Regions from separate parts of the Mus musculus genome. Here region 1 is linked to region 2. A link is a contact called in public HiChIP or PLAC-seq data. All regions are on one chromosome and are shown on one strand. Each heading gives the region's core, a stretch centred on a gene start, on an enhancer-like site or on the middle of the called end of the contact. The rest is flanking DNA. Distances are from core to core; before and after follow the strand shown. Region 1 has its middle 20 kb from the start of Zswim5. Region 2 overlaps Btbd19 (BTB (POZ) domain containing 19).

Region 1 (6,873 bases), core at 2,585-5,084, 260 kb after region 2:
CAAGGTCGGTATAGGCTGGTGAGATAGCTCCATGGGTAAAGGCATTGCTGCTCAGCCAGACGACCTGGGTTCAATCCCGGGGCTTACATGGTGGAAGAAGAGAACTCATTCCTCTACATTGTCCTCTGACATTGAGAACATGTGAACATGTGCACAAACACAAATAATAAATTAAGAAGAATTAAGAGGTAGGACCTTTGGGAGTGACTAGGTCCTAAGGATCACATTCTCATGAATGACAGTTATCTACCTTTTGTTTTCTAAGATTTATTTATTTTATGTATATGAGTTCACAGCCGCTGTCTTCAGACACACTAGAAGAGGGCATTGGATTCCATTACAGATGGTTGTGAGCCACCATGTGGTTGCTGGGAATTGAACTCTGGTCCTCTGGAAGAGCAGTTAGTGCTCTTAACCGCTGAGCCATCTCTCCATCCCGATAGTTATCTGCTTACAATAAAGACCATAGGTACCTTCTCTGGGGTTTCCACCACAGCAGGGCACAGTAAAACGACACCATAACTGCTGGCATCTTGACCTTGTACTCCCTATCATCCAGAAATGTGAGAAACGCCTTTACTTTAAGTTGCTTGTCTCTAGAGTCCTTCTTATAGCAGTCCAAGCAGACTGAGGCAAAGCCAAAGCACTCTTACTCCTGACCACACCTCTGCTTGCCCTGTCTGTGGTGGTTAAGTACTGCCGCTTGACATCACTCTCGGGATCACATCATTTCTAGAGAAACCTGGGATTCAGCTCAAAGGCAGCATCTGCCTGCTTACCTATCTCAGAAAACAAACAAACGAACAAACAAAAAACACCTCAGCTCTCTCTAATGTGTCCCTCAATATTTTACTATTTTACATACCCAGACCTTAGTGACGGTGAAGCCTTCTAGGCTCCACAGGAAGTACAGTGGAGAAATAAGTGTGTAGTTAGCACAGGGTATGCCACTCTAACTTTCCTCCGGTTCTTAGACTCCCTTTTACTTCACATCTAGAGTATTGGCATCCCATCTTCTTTAAACACAGAAGTAAAGACAGAGTAATTGTCCTAGCTTGCTTTCTATTTTTGTGATAAAACACCATGACCAAAAGCAATTTGGGGCAGAAAAGGTTTATCTCAGCTTACAGTTATAGTCCGTCGTTGAAACAGAGGTCATGGAGGGGTGCTGTTTACTGGCTTTCTCCCCATGGCTTGCTCAGCCTGATTTCTCATAGCACCCAGGATCGCCTCCATAGGGGTGGCACCGCCCACAGTGAGCTGGACCTCCCACATCAATTATTAATCAAGAAAATGCTCCATAGACTTTGCCCACAGGCAATCTGACAGAGGCATTTTCTCAACTGAATTTCCCTTTCTCAGGTAACAGCAGCTTGTGCCAAGTTGACAAAACAAAACAGACGAAAAATAACCAGAACAGTGATGTAATACATGCACTATGAATGCAGAGAGCAGAGACAGGGACTTTGGGCAGGAGATGGGATGGCTATAGGGAGGAAGGATGGAGAAGGAAGGAATAAAGTTGCGTATATGAATGAAAACGCCATAGTGAAGCACATTGCTTACTTTGTATGCTAACTTAGAATATGCAAATTAAAAAATAAAACCATACCTCAGAAAAAAAAAAACATGTCAATATAAATCAAGTTTTCAGATAGCCTGTAGGAAGCAAATAAGGTCTTGAGCAAGGGAAGTCTGAGTGAATGGGTATTCTTTGTCATGAGCTGGCCATGTCAAAGAAACATGGAAAAATTGGCAAAGCCATCCCCCCTCCATACCCCCCCCCACTCAGGGAGCTCAGACCTGGCAAAGCTGTCTTCCTCTTGTCTAAGTGTGAGTGGTTACAAATGATTCACAAGTGTATACAGAAATTAGCAACTGCAGCTTCCTCCTCCAGGGTGACCGCAGCCTGAGACTGTTCCCTACAGAAGCCTCCTACAGCAGTGGGTTCTAATCTTCCTAATGCTGTGACTGTTTAATGCAATTCCTCAGGTTGTGGTGACCTCCAACCATAAGATTATTTTTATTGCTATTTTACAACTATAATTTGGTATTGTTATTGTAATTTTGGTATTGGTATGAAGCATAATGTAAGTATCTGTGTTTTCAGATGATCTTAGGTGGCCCCTGTGCAAGGGTTGTTCAACCTCCAAAGGGATGGAGACCTTTAGGTCCTACGGACACTAGAGTACCCTCCTGCTATGCTGTATATGAAAAACCGGATGAGGACTGGGCAGTGATAGTACACTCCTTTAATCTCAGCATTCAGGAGGCAGAGGCAAGTGGATGTCTGTGAGTTTGAAGCCACTCTGGTCTATAGAGCAAGTTCCAGGACAGCCAGAGCTACACAGAGAAACCCTGTCTTGAAACAAACAAACAAACAAACAAACAACAACAACAACTGGATGAAGTTCCAGCGAGTGTCACAGAGGTTAGTTTGGGTCTATCAGAGTGTGCAAACTATCTTGACCCAGCTTTTCTGCGTGTGTGTGTGTGTGTGTGTGTGTGTGTGTGTGTGTGTACTTTCTTCCTTCCGAGTCAGGTTTACAGACTCAAGCTGTGCAACACCAGCCCAATAATCTGTTAGAGACACCTCAATCTACACACATTAACACACATGCAATATCGGGACACCTCAATCTACACACATTAACACACATGTGATATTGGAATGTCTAGTAAATGTACTCAATTCAATGAATTTTTCCATGTTATATTCTTTTTTTAAAAGATTTATTTATTTATTATATCTAAGTACACTGTAGCTGTCTTCAGACGCACCAGAAGAGGACGTCAGATCTCATTACAGATGGTTGTGAGCCACCATGTGGTTGCTGGGAATTGAACTCAGGACCTTTGGAAGAGTAGTCAGTGCCCTTACCCACTTAACCATCCCACCAGCCCTCCGTTTTTTCTCTTTATGTTTCCTCCTCCTCCTCCTCCTCCTCCTCCTCCTCCTCCTCCTCCTCCTCCTCCTCCTCCTCTCCTCTCCTCTCCTCTCCTCTCCTCTTCCCTTCCTCCTTTCCCTCTTACTCCTTCTTGTTATTTCGAGACCAGGTTTCTCTGTGTAGCCCTTGCTGTCCTGGAACTCACTATGTAAATCAGGCTGGCCTCAAATTCACATCACAGAGATCTGCCTGCCTCTGCCTCCCAACTGCTGGGATAAAAAGCATGATCTACCACTGCCCAGCTAGGGTTTCTTCTTCTTCTTCTTCTTCTCCTTCTTCTTCTTCTTCTTCTTCTTCTTCTTCTTCTTCTTCTTCTTCTTCTTCTCTCTCTCTCTCTCTCTCTCTCTCTCTCTCTCTCCCTCTCTCCCTTCCTTCCTTCCTTCCTTCCTCTCTCTCTCTCTCTCTCTCTCTCTCTTTCTTTCTTTCTTTCTTTTTATGGTGGATGTGCAGTGGTTACCTGCATGTGTGAGTGTTGGTGCACACAAAAATCCAGAAGAGGGTGTCGGATTCCCTGGAGCTGGAGTTGCGAGTGGTTGTAAGCCATCTGACTTGGGTGCTGGGAACTAAATTCAGGTCCTCTGCATGAGCCATGCGCTCTTTGACACAGAGCCATTTTTCCAGGTCTGAAAATTAAAACTGTAAATATAAAGTTTGTTAGTTGAGGATATATTCAAACCTACAAAAGGTGACTACCTCTTTTCTCCCAGAAGCAAGAGCTACAAGTAGGCAAAGATCTACAAAGTTACCCGTCAGCACAGGAGAATAGGCGTAGATGCTTTCCTCTGCTGCCTGAGCAGTGCTGACTTCAGCATAAAGGCGTTCTTCAGCTGAGAAGCCCTGCCGCTCATCAGCGATGCTCACTTTGGTTAATTAGAAATGCTAAAATAACATGGGAATACTCTTGTTAGCATAAAAGAGCATGAATAAATTATATGGAAGCCATGCGTAAACAGAACATTCACGTTCGCTTTTCACAATGGTTCCCATCTAAATGTCTCAGACTTGAAAAGGCTCCAGAGTTCACTGTGATAGGAGGAAGCACAAGGCCCGACCACGATTCGCATGGATAATCAGCTCTGTGGAACAGACACGATGCTTCGGGGTAAGGACTTAGTCTCCCTAAAATCTATTTGAGCCGTACTATCAGATGTGCTTAAATAGAAATAAGATGTAGCCGGGCGTGGTGGCGCACACCTTTAATCCCAGCACTCGGGGGGCAGAGGCAGGTGGATTTCTGAGTTCGAGGCCAGCCTGGTCTACAAAGTGAGGTCCAGGACAGCCAGGGCTATACAGAGAAACCCTGTCTCAAAAAAAGAAAGAAAGAAAGAAAGAGAGAGAGAGAGAGAGAGAGAGAGAGAGAGAGAGAGAAAAGAAAAAGAAATAAGATGTAAATCGTTGACTGAAGATTCAGTGTGAGCCTGGAATAAAATAAAATTCCCTTGTGGCCCACCAGAGAGAGGTGTGAACTGCCTTTCTCACAAGGATTCAGAGAATTCCAGAAGGACACAGAGAGTAGATATTCTCACCAGAATAATTGTTCTCACAACAGGAAGAACATAATTCCCATGGTATGACTTCAACCTCTTCCCCTAAGGGAGACAACCACGAGCTATTATGTAATGGTCAGACTAGGCTGCGTAGAACGACCTTGTCTCAAAAACTGAAACAGCCAAATAAAGAAAAGAATACCCTACAGTTTTCTGAGACACCGAGTTTGCTGGCCTGCATCTCATTTGCTACCCTCATCCTCTGTCAGAAAGTACATGCTGGAGTTTCTTGTGTTGGTTTACAGGCAATTCCACCAGGCTTCTCCCAGGGACCTGGGACCTAGCTATGGCTTAAGTCATTACCTGCCACCAGGTGCATGCAGGCATAGAAAAGGACTGCTTGCCACCCCAGCTGGCTCTCTCTCTGTTCCCATGTATTCCTGGCTGGACTCTTTCTCCCCTTTTCTGTCCTTCTCTGTGCCCCCTTCTCTGCCTCAAGGCTCTGCTCCTGTCTGTTTGCCTCTACCCCTTCTTAAGCTGCTTACTCCTCTCCGTTCTCCCACATAATCTTCCTTTATTCCCCCTTCTCTGCTGCATTGTGTGATTTCTCAGGCCATACCTCGGCATTAGGCCTGCCAGGTACACACACACATACACACACACACACACACACACACACACACACACACACACACACACTCACTGCATTATATTCATAACATCCTGGGTCAATATCTTAGACTTCTCTCAATACATAATATCTTTCCTAGATAATCCCAACTCTTCCTTTAACAATAAGTGAGCCGGGCGTGGTGGTGCACGCCTTTAATCCCAGCACTCGGGAGGCAGAGGCAGGCGGATTTCTGAGTTTGAGGCCAGCCTGGTCTACAAAGTGAGTTCCAGGACAGCCAGGGCTATACAGAGAAACCCTGTCTCAACCCCCCCCCCCCAAAAAAACCAATAAGTGAACATTTTAAAAGATTTATGACAGTGAGATAGCTCAGCAGTCCAGAGCATTTGTTTCTCATGAGGGGACTCAGGTATATTCCCAAACATCTGTAACTCCAGCCCCTCCAGCCCTAGGGAATCCAAATTTCTCTTCTGAAGTTCATGATACACATACATACATGCATGCCACTCATGCATGTAAACACTCATACATATAAAATAAAATAAATAAATTTTAAAGATATTTGTGAGACTTATTTGTGTGTGTGTGTGTATGTATGTGTGTATGTGTATATATGTGTGTGTGTATGTGTGTGTATGTATGTGTGTATGTGTGTGTATGTATGTGTGTGTATGTGGGTATGTGAGTGTGAGTGTGTGTGTATATGTGTGTATGTATCTGTGTGTATGTGTATGTATGTATGTGTGTGTATATATGTGTGTGTATGTGTGTATGTGTGTGTATGTATGTGTGTGTGAGTGTGTGTATATATGTGTGTGTGTGTATCTGTGTGTGTGTGTGTGTGTGTGTGTGTGTGTGTGTGTGTGTACCCTTGGAGGCTGGAGGAAGGCATTCAGTTCCCAGGAGCTGGAGTTACAGGTTGTGAGCTGCCTGAAAGGGATACTGGGAATCTAGCTTTGGTCTTGTGCAAGAGCTGCAAGCCCTCTTAGCCACCAATGCACCTCTCCGTGCCCTGAGACTGTGCCTTTTAAATAACTCTCACCCCCATTTTCCATCCCTCTTGTCTTCCCACACAGGAGTCAGGGTGCTCTTTCCAAATTTCTCTTTGATTTTCTCTCTCCTACTCCAATCTACTTGAAAACACATACTTGACTCCCCACTGCCCTAAAAAATGAAACGATACTCAGCATGGCCTGCAGAGTCTGCCACATCTTCTGCAGCCTTGCAACCCCCTCAATCTCTATATTTCCAGCTCTAGCAAAACATATGCAAGCAGTTGAGTCTTCCAGGAAGCTGATACTGAAGGGAAGTTATGGAAATAAAAGGTTCCTTGCTAAATGCCTTGTGTTCAACCAGGAAAGGAGCAGGATGGAGGCAGGGTTGATCAGGGAGAGACCTGAAGAGCAATGCAGATTTGTCAACATTGGCAGTTCAGTGGGATGCTCAGGAGGAAGGATGGACTGTTACAAGGCGGGAGGTGATAGAGAAGGGGGCTGCACTGGGCAGAAATTGGTGGGGTGCTGTGCCACTGTTTAGGTTGTTGGCTAGGCCACCTGAGAAGGATATAACCTCTGAGAAGCTGAGCTGGAACTGAAAGAGTTAACAGCCAGATGGTGTCAGCTGACCCGCTCTTCAGGGTTCTTTCTTGAAGGGGACTGTCACTTCAGTGTCTGTCACATGGGGTCACATAACAATAGCCCTTAGGAAACATAATGGATTAAAGGACCTCCCTAAACAAGTGACATTTAAACCATGTAATTTAAAGCTTTACAGAGAACAGTGAAAGTACCCCAAGCTAGGGAAGCCC
Region 2 (6,747 bases), core at 1,933-4,432:
TCAGCCACTCCCCTCTCCCTCCTCGCCCCCCCCCCCCCCCCGCAGGTGCTGGAGGTGCTGACAACAGCTGTGGAATATGGGCTGGAGGAACTTCGAGAGGTGAGTGTCTCAGGCAAGCCATCTTGTCTCCCTTGCCTTTCAGTTCATCGTCTCCTTCATAGTCTGACCTTCTCACACAGAGTATGATAGCTCTCTGTGTACACAGGATCTGTACATGCTCAGTGTGTGCTGAGTGAGCACAGGAAGTATTTATGGCTGGTTCTTCAGTGCAACGGTGAATTGGCTTTGGCCCATGATTGAATGGAAGGAGAGACATGAAAATGCTTAACATATATGGAGGCTTTGTGCTTCTGGCTTAGGGAGGATGGCAAGGTTAAGGCCAGCCTGAACTACCTAAGGAGTTCCAGGCTAGCCTGAGCTACAGAGTAAGAGTCTCAAAACCCTAGACTTAAAAGTAGGGGTCTAAGTGTGATGGGCAAACAGCTGATGTGTGGAGAGAGATTCTTGGAGAAGGAAACCTTTGTGTCAGAGCTGGAAGAACAAATAGGGTTTTGTTCAGGGGTGGGAAGATGACATTACAGTCACAGGACACTCAAGGAACTCCTTAGCTGTGTGGTGGACTGGGAACTTGGGTGTGGGGTGAGCTGGGAAGGGTACCAGGAAGCTGATTCACACAGGTGCTTCAAGAATCGGGACTTGCCGGGCGTTGGTGGTGCCCGCCTTTAATCCCAGCACTTGGGAGGCAGAGGCAGGCAGATTTCTGAGTTCAAGGCCAGCCTGATCTACAGAGTGAGTTCCAGGACAGCCAGGGCTACACAGAGAAACTCTGTCCAAAAAAAGGAAAAAAAAAAAAAAAAGAATCGGGGCTTTAGGCTGGGAGTGTAGGTCAGTGGCAGAGCACTTGCCTAGCATACTATAGGCTCTGGGTTTAATTCCTAGCACCAGCCAGGTGTGGTGGTGGTATGTACCTATATATCCAGCACCCAGTAGGCAGAATAGAGGAGGATAATTCTAAGCTCAGGGCTAACCTTGTCCACAGAGTGAGTTCTAAGCCAGCCAGGGCTACACAGCAAGACCCTGTCTCAACTCTTCCTTCCCTGGACTTTTGACGCAAGGATAGTGGAGATTCATTGAAAGTTTTTGGCAAGGGAAAGGGACTGAGAGAAGAGGGAAAGGAAAGGGCCTGTCAGATCAGTGCAGAAATCCAGAGGGTGTGGCCGAGGAGGAAATGGCAGTCCACAAGAGGTAGGTGGCCCTGAGAAGGGACAGCTGGCACTGCCCAGTGCCTTTTTGGAGGAAGAGACTGGAGTTTTTGGATGAGTTTTACCAGAGACAAGTGTACCAGAAGGTGCTTTGCTGGCCTCCAGGCCCTCTGGGCTTGCTAAATTACAGGTCTGAACAATTGCATCTGTTTTCCAAATCTGGGCGCTCAAGGTGGCGCTGGGGCTGCTGGGAGTCTGAATGAGTCATTGCTCCAAGCTCCATTGTTTCTGGGATAGGACTTGGAGTCTTGACACCGGCACACAGGTCGCTTCATTTCTGTCCCCAGCTCTGCCTGGAGTTTGTGGTGAAGGTGTTGGATGTGGAGCTGGTCTGTGAGGCTCTGCAGGTGAGTACTGATGAGCAGCCCTGTGGATGAATCTGATGTTTAGAATGTGGTCCTCCAATGGCCTATAGAATGGCCTCCTCCGTCAGAAGCCCGGACTGGTCTGTCTGTTAAAGAACAATATGTGCTCAAGGATATGCTTATGAAAGAAATTCTGCCTGTGCTCAGATCTGTAGGGTACAGAGTATATCAGTAAGGTCATATGTAGGACGAATAGGCTGGGAAAGGCAGGTGTGATGACACACACCTTTAACTCCAGTACTTGGAAAGCAGAAGCCAGAGTTCGAGACCTGCCAGGGCTACATAGTGATCTATTAAGAGTGGGAAAAAAGAGGTTGAAAGATGGTGGTGCATGCCTTTAATCCAAGCAGAGGCAGGTAGATCTCTGAGTTCAAGGCCAGCTTGGACTACAGAGTGAGTTCCATGACAACCAAGGTTACCTAGAGAAACTCTGTCTTGAAAAACAACAACAAAACAATTCTAAACATGGATAGTAGAAAGGTGGGGGTGTGGAGTTTAGAAGCCAAGCTTGGGCTCAAAGATGGAGTTTGAAAGACCTGAACATGGTCTCCTCTACCCCACACCTGTGTGCTCTGCACAAGGCACTTTGCCTACTTTCAGGAGACACTGCAGGTGCTGCTAGCCTTCTGTTTAGATTGTGCTCAGTGGCAGTACCTTGTGTGCAAATCTGGGTTATCCAGCTTCTTCAGTCTCTAGCCTAATCATACTCTGCTCTCAGGTTGCTGTAACCTTTGGCCTGGGGTCACTACAGGAGCGGTGCATAGCCTTTATAGAAGCTCACAGCCAGGTACAACTCCCCATCCTTATACTTGTAACTTGTAGCCCCCCCATGCCATTTTTTCTCTGCCCTGACCGACACACCGGCCCATAGGAGGCGCTCCGCACCCGTGGCTTTCTGGAGCTGTCCGCCACCGCGCTGCTGCCTGTGCTACGCAGTGACAAGCTCTGCGTGGATGAGACTGAGCTAGTCCAGGCAGCCCGAAGCTGGGCACGCGTGGGCGCCGTGAGTGGGACCTGGGGGGAGGGCGAGGACACCGAAACGGTGCAGGCCACGGGAACTCTGTAAGCGGGCAGCAGGCACGTGCTCAAGGCTCGCTTCCACAGGCGGTGTTAGAGCAACCCGTGGCTGAGGTGGCAGCTCCAGTGGTCCGAGAGCTGAGACTGGCTTTGCTTGCCCCGGCGGAGCTAAGCGCCCTGGAAGAGCAGAACCGACGGGAACCGCTCATCCCGGTGCGGACGCCAGTAACCAAACTCAGATCCACTCTGCCACGTGGGAACGAGGAGCAAGGGCGGGAGGCTTGGGACTTCGGTCTGCGTGGTGACCCGCTTTCCCCTACAGGTTGAACAGATTGTGGAGGCATGGAAGTGTCACGCCCTACGGAGAGGAGATGCGGCCCGGAGCGCGCCGTGCCGCCGGCGGAGGGGTACCCGGCCCCGGGATCACCATCGCTTTCTGGACCTTCGTTTCAAATGATCCACTTCCGGACCTTCCCAGGAAGTTGACTACATCCCAAACTACAGCTCCCGAGGTGCTCTGCGTTGGAGGTGGGCTTCCGCTCCCAGCAAGCTCAGCCGCCGGATACGGGAAGGACCGCTCTGCGTCTAGAGTGAAACCTAAGCCTCTGTGGAAGAGTAGGGATTGCGCAATGGGCCCAAAGTTGTGGCTTGGGTGATGTCCTGAGACCGGAAACGAGGGTGGCCTTTGTTGCATAAGCTCATGCGGCATTCTGCAAGTCGATCATTCCTCTACGCCCCTCTACTCGGATGACGCGATCTCTATGTAGCTCATCCTCTTTAACAAATCAGCTTCAGGCTCAGCGCAAATTCGAGCTTCTCACCATCTTTCCCAACCCTGGAAATAGTGTTAATCTTTTGTGCGGATCTGGAACCCGGACCTCATTCTTGCCTACCTCATGCCTTTTCTCCCTTCTAGGGTCTCTTCTGCTGTTACCCTAGCCAGTGCCCCTCACTCCTTTCTCTGTCAGGGGACAGTATCCATCCCTATGATGGTCCCATCGCTTTGATTGTCAAGCTTTTCCTCCTGAGCCCTTTAACGTCCATACTGCTTTCCAGGACAGCCTACAAAATTTCCTTGAGATTTAGCAATCCTAAACTCTGCGTTTGGGAGTTCCAGAATTATTGGGGGGTGGGATGGGTTGTCGACAATCTCTCACTGTAACCCCATCTGACCTAGAGCTATTTAGGACAGACTAGCTTTGAACTCACTGCGCTCCGACTGCCTCTGCCTCCCTGGTACAGAGATTAAAGGCGTGTACTATCGCTCCTAATTCTGGCTTTACATAAAAATATATTGCTTATGAATTAAAGATGAATATTTGTATTCTGTCAAGATGGAAAAGGTGGCTGCCCAGTGGGACCACTCCTGGCACCCTTCTTTGGATCATGAACACTGAAAGTAATTTGCTGCTTGCTTGCCTGTTCCATGCTTTTGCTTCCTTTACATCAACTTTAGAAGCCATGTACTAATCTGTACTAATACTGCGCTTCCATTAGCTTTGCTGTATTGTGATGAAAAGGCTTTTGAAATTATTATTATTTTATTTTATTTTATTTTTTTGGTTTTTTTGAGACAGGGTTTCTCTGTGTAGCCCTGGCTGTCCTGGAACTCACTTTGTAGACCAGGCTGGCCTCAAACTCAGAAATCCGCCTGCCTCTGCCTCCTGAGTGCTGGGATTAAAGGCGTGCACCACCACGCCCGGCCTCTAAATTATTTTTGGGAGCTTGGAGAGTCTTCAGATTGCTTTAAAGCACCCATCCTTTTCCTTGAGGATAGAAAGCTTTTGTTCATGCAGGCTGTCTTCTGGACATGTGTTCTGCGAGGCAAGCATAGCATGGCGGCATACATAGGTAAATGTCAGCACTTGGGAAGTGGACGGAGGAGGATCAGCAGTTTGAGGCTAGCCTAGGTTAGTTACAAGGTGAGACCTGTTTCAAAAAATAAACTGAGCATGATGTTACACAGCTTTAATGTCAGCATTCAAGTTTCTGGTTTGGTAAATCAACTTTGGGAATGTTGGTAAACAGAACTGACCGAGTGGAACCCTGGACCGCAGCCACTGTTCTCCCTGGTTCTCTTGACAATTGCTTGACTGGGACCTAGCTCTGTCTTCCCTCCTAGGGTCTGGGTTTGGTAAATTGTTGCTTCTAATGTTACTGTTTTGTTTTCAGAGAGGGGCAGAGCACCCCATTTAGACTGAGCAGCACAGGACAGCTCTCAGGCAGTAGCCGGACCACACAGGAGCCGTATTACTACCCCTTGTGCAGGTCTCATCTCTGCTACTTTTTTTATTTTCTTGGATTTTGAGAAAGGGTCTCTCTGTTTAGCCCTGATTGTTGAAATCACTACATCCACCAGGCTGGCCTTGAACTCACAGGCTGGTCTTAAACTCATAGCAGTTCTCCTGTTTCAGCCTTCCGAGGATACCAGTGACATTACCAGTGTGAGCTGCTACACTCAGTAGCATCCAGTTCTTCTTGAAGGATGGCTTGGGGTTAGGACAAAGGAAGTCGAGGAAGACTCTATGTAGAGCCAGGCCATGGGGGTGGGTGCACACCTTTTATCTGAGCACTCGGGAGGTAAAGGTAGGCAGATCTCTGAGTTCTAGACCAGCCTTGTCTACAGAGTTCCAGAACACCCAAAGCTACACAGAGAAGCCCTGTTTCAGAAACAAACAAACAGACAAAACAGGTCCTAGGCAGAAGAAATGACACGTTCAAAGTTATGGTGATACAAATATTAGTGAAGTATTCTTGTCCAGAAGTGTGGTGTGTTTTTAGAAGGCTGTGTTTGGCAGTGGAGGCTAGCCCTAGTGGAGCTTGGAAAGGGATTGAGTTTAAGCTAAGGACTAGGGAGCCGTGAAAGGCTGCTAAGCCAGAAGGTAAAGTAGGGCTAGGTGCTACGCAGGTTGAGCTGACTTTACAAGTATGGAACTTCTCACCCCAGGCTAGATGAGATCAGTGGCCAAGGCTGACTGTGCCTGGGGGTTCAGCTCTGACTGGACTTGCTTAGTGACACCTTCATTCTTCAGGACCACACTGATCATGCAATCAGGGTAAAAACTTTCAACACAGCTGTGAACAATGTTTCTGAAAGGAACCGCGCCTTCTGCGAGGCTGATTAAGTGATCAGGACCACATGATGTGGGGCGGTTGGAATGCTCCAAATCTAGAGCCATTTTATCTTGGAACATCTTTGGCCCCCACAAGAGCCATTTATTGTCCTCCGAAGGTGACATCACATCTTTGTGACTATTAGGCAAATCTTTTGAAATGTACAAGTTCCTAGTTTCTAACCAACAGAAGGGCCCAGGACACTGACAGCATCTGTGGTTGAAATGCTGCTCTTTGGTCTGTGGTAACCTTGGCCACCTAAAGTTTCCATCAATGTGTCATACAGATTCGTTTATTTATTTAAAAGATTTACTATTTGGTAGACACTGTAGCTGTCTTCAGACACCCCAGAAGAGGGCATCAGATCATATTACGGATGGTTGTGAGCCACCGTGTGGTTGCTGGGATTTGAACTCAGGACCTTTGGAAGAACAGACAGTGCTCTTAATCTCTGAGCCATCTCTCCATCCCCTATTTATTTATTCGTTGTATTGTTTTTCAAGCCCGGTTTCTCTGTGTAGCTCAGGCTATCCTGAAACTCTGTAGCTCAGAATAGCCTGGAACTCACAGAGATGTGCCTGCCTCTGCCTCTCAAGTGCTGGGATTAAAGGCAGGTGCCACCGCTGGCTTTTCATTTTTTAGAAGACAATTTTTGTGTTGCTGAGATGGTGTCAGTAGATCAAGGTGTCTACCACCAAGCCTGATAACCTGAATTCAATCCACAGGACCCATGTGGTAGGAAAGCTGACTCTGACCTTCACACTAGAAACATAGCACACCAACACACACCAGTACACCGTATGCCATCCCAAACACCAAATAAAATGTTAAAAAAAAAGACAGCATTTCATGTGGCTGAGGTTAATCCCAAACCCACATAGTAGAGGACAACCTCTAATCCTACCACATAAATGCTGAAATTGCAGGTCTTCCTCACCATGCCAGCTAGTCTTTTTGGTTTTTTCAAGACAGGGTTTCTCTGTATAACC

Evidence for each region. HiChIP or PLAC-seq counts read pairs in DNA pulled down with a chosen protein or histone mark.
Region 1: an H3K4me3 HiChIP or PLAC-seq map of embryonic basal ganglia shows a contact between it and region 2, with 2.5 times the contacts expected there. The contact joins two enhancer-like sites. A contact is called at or near these places in 1 of 15 datasets of contacts at CTCF or cohesin (the NIH/3T3 cell line), 10 of 115 datasets of contacts at active chromatin or transcription factors (astrocytes, craniofacial prominence, embryonic basal ganglia and 5 more) and 3 of 9 other capture datasets (adipose tissue, liver and pancreatic islet).

The regions. Positions count from the first base shown.
Region 1 is chr4:116,854,337-116,861,209 of GRCm38.p6, reverse strand. No RefSeq gene overlaps it. Among named protein-coding and RNA genes, the nearest start is that of Zswim5, 20 kb to the left of the region's middle. Within about 2 kb of position 3,834, at least 5 of the 459 cell types and tissues checked have an H3K27ac peak or open chromatin away from gene starts, as enhancers often do. A contact at or near this core is called in embryonic basal ganglia, where this site is marked.
Region 2 is chr4:117,117,081-117,123,827 of GRCm38.p6, reverse strand. It overlaps Btbd19 (BTB (POZ) domain containing 19), which reads left to right. Exons shown (of 8, transcript NM_001384196.1): 3 at 46-99; 4 at 1,550-1,609; 5 at 2,346-2,414; 6 at 2,499-2,630; 7 at 2,732-2,857; 8 at 2,967-4,609. The coding sequence ends at 3,101. Among named protein-coding and RNA genes, the nearest start is that of Btbd19, 5.2 kb to the left of the region's middle. Within about 2 kb of position 3,182, at least 430 of the 459 cell types and tissues checked have an H3K27ac peak or open chromatin away from gene starts, as enhancers often do. A contact at or near this core is called in embryonic basal ganglia, where this site is marked.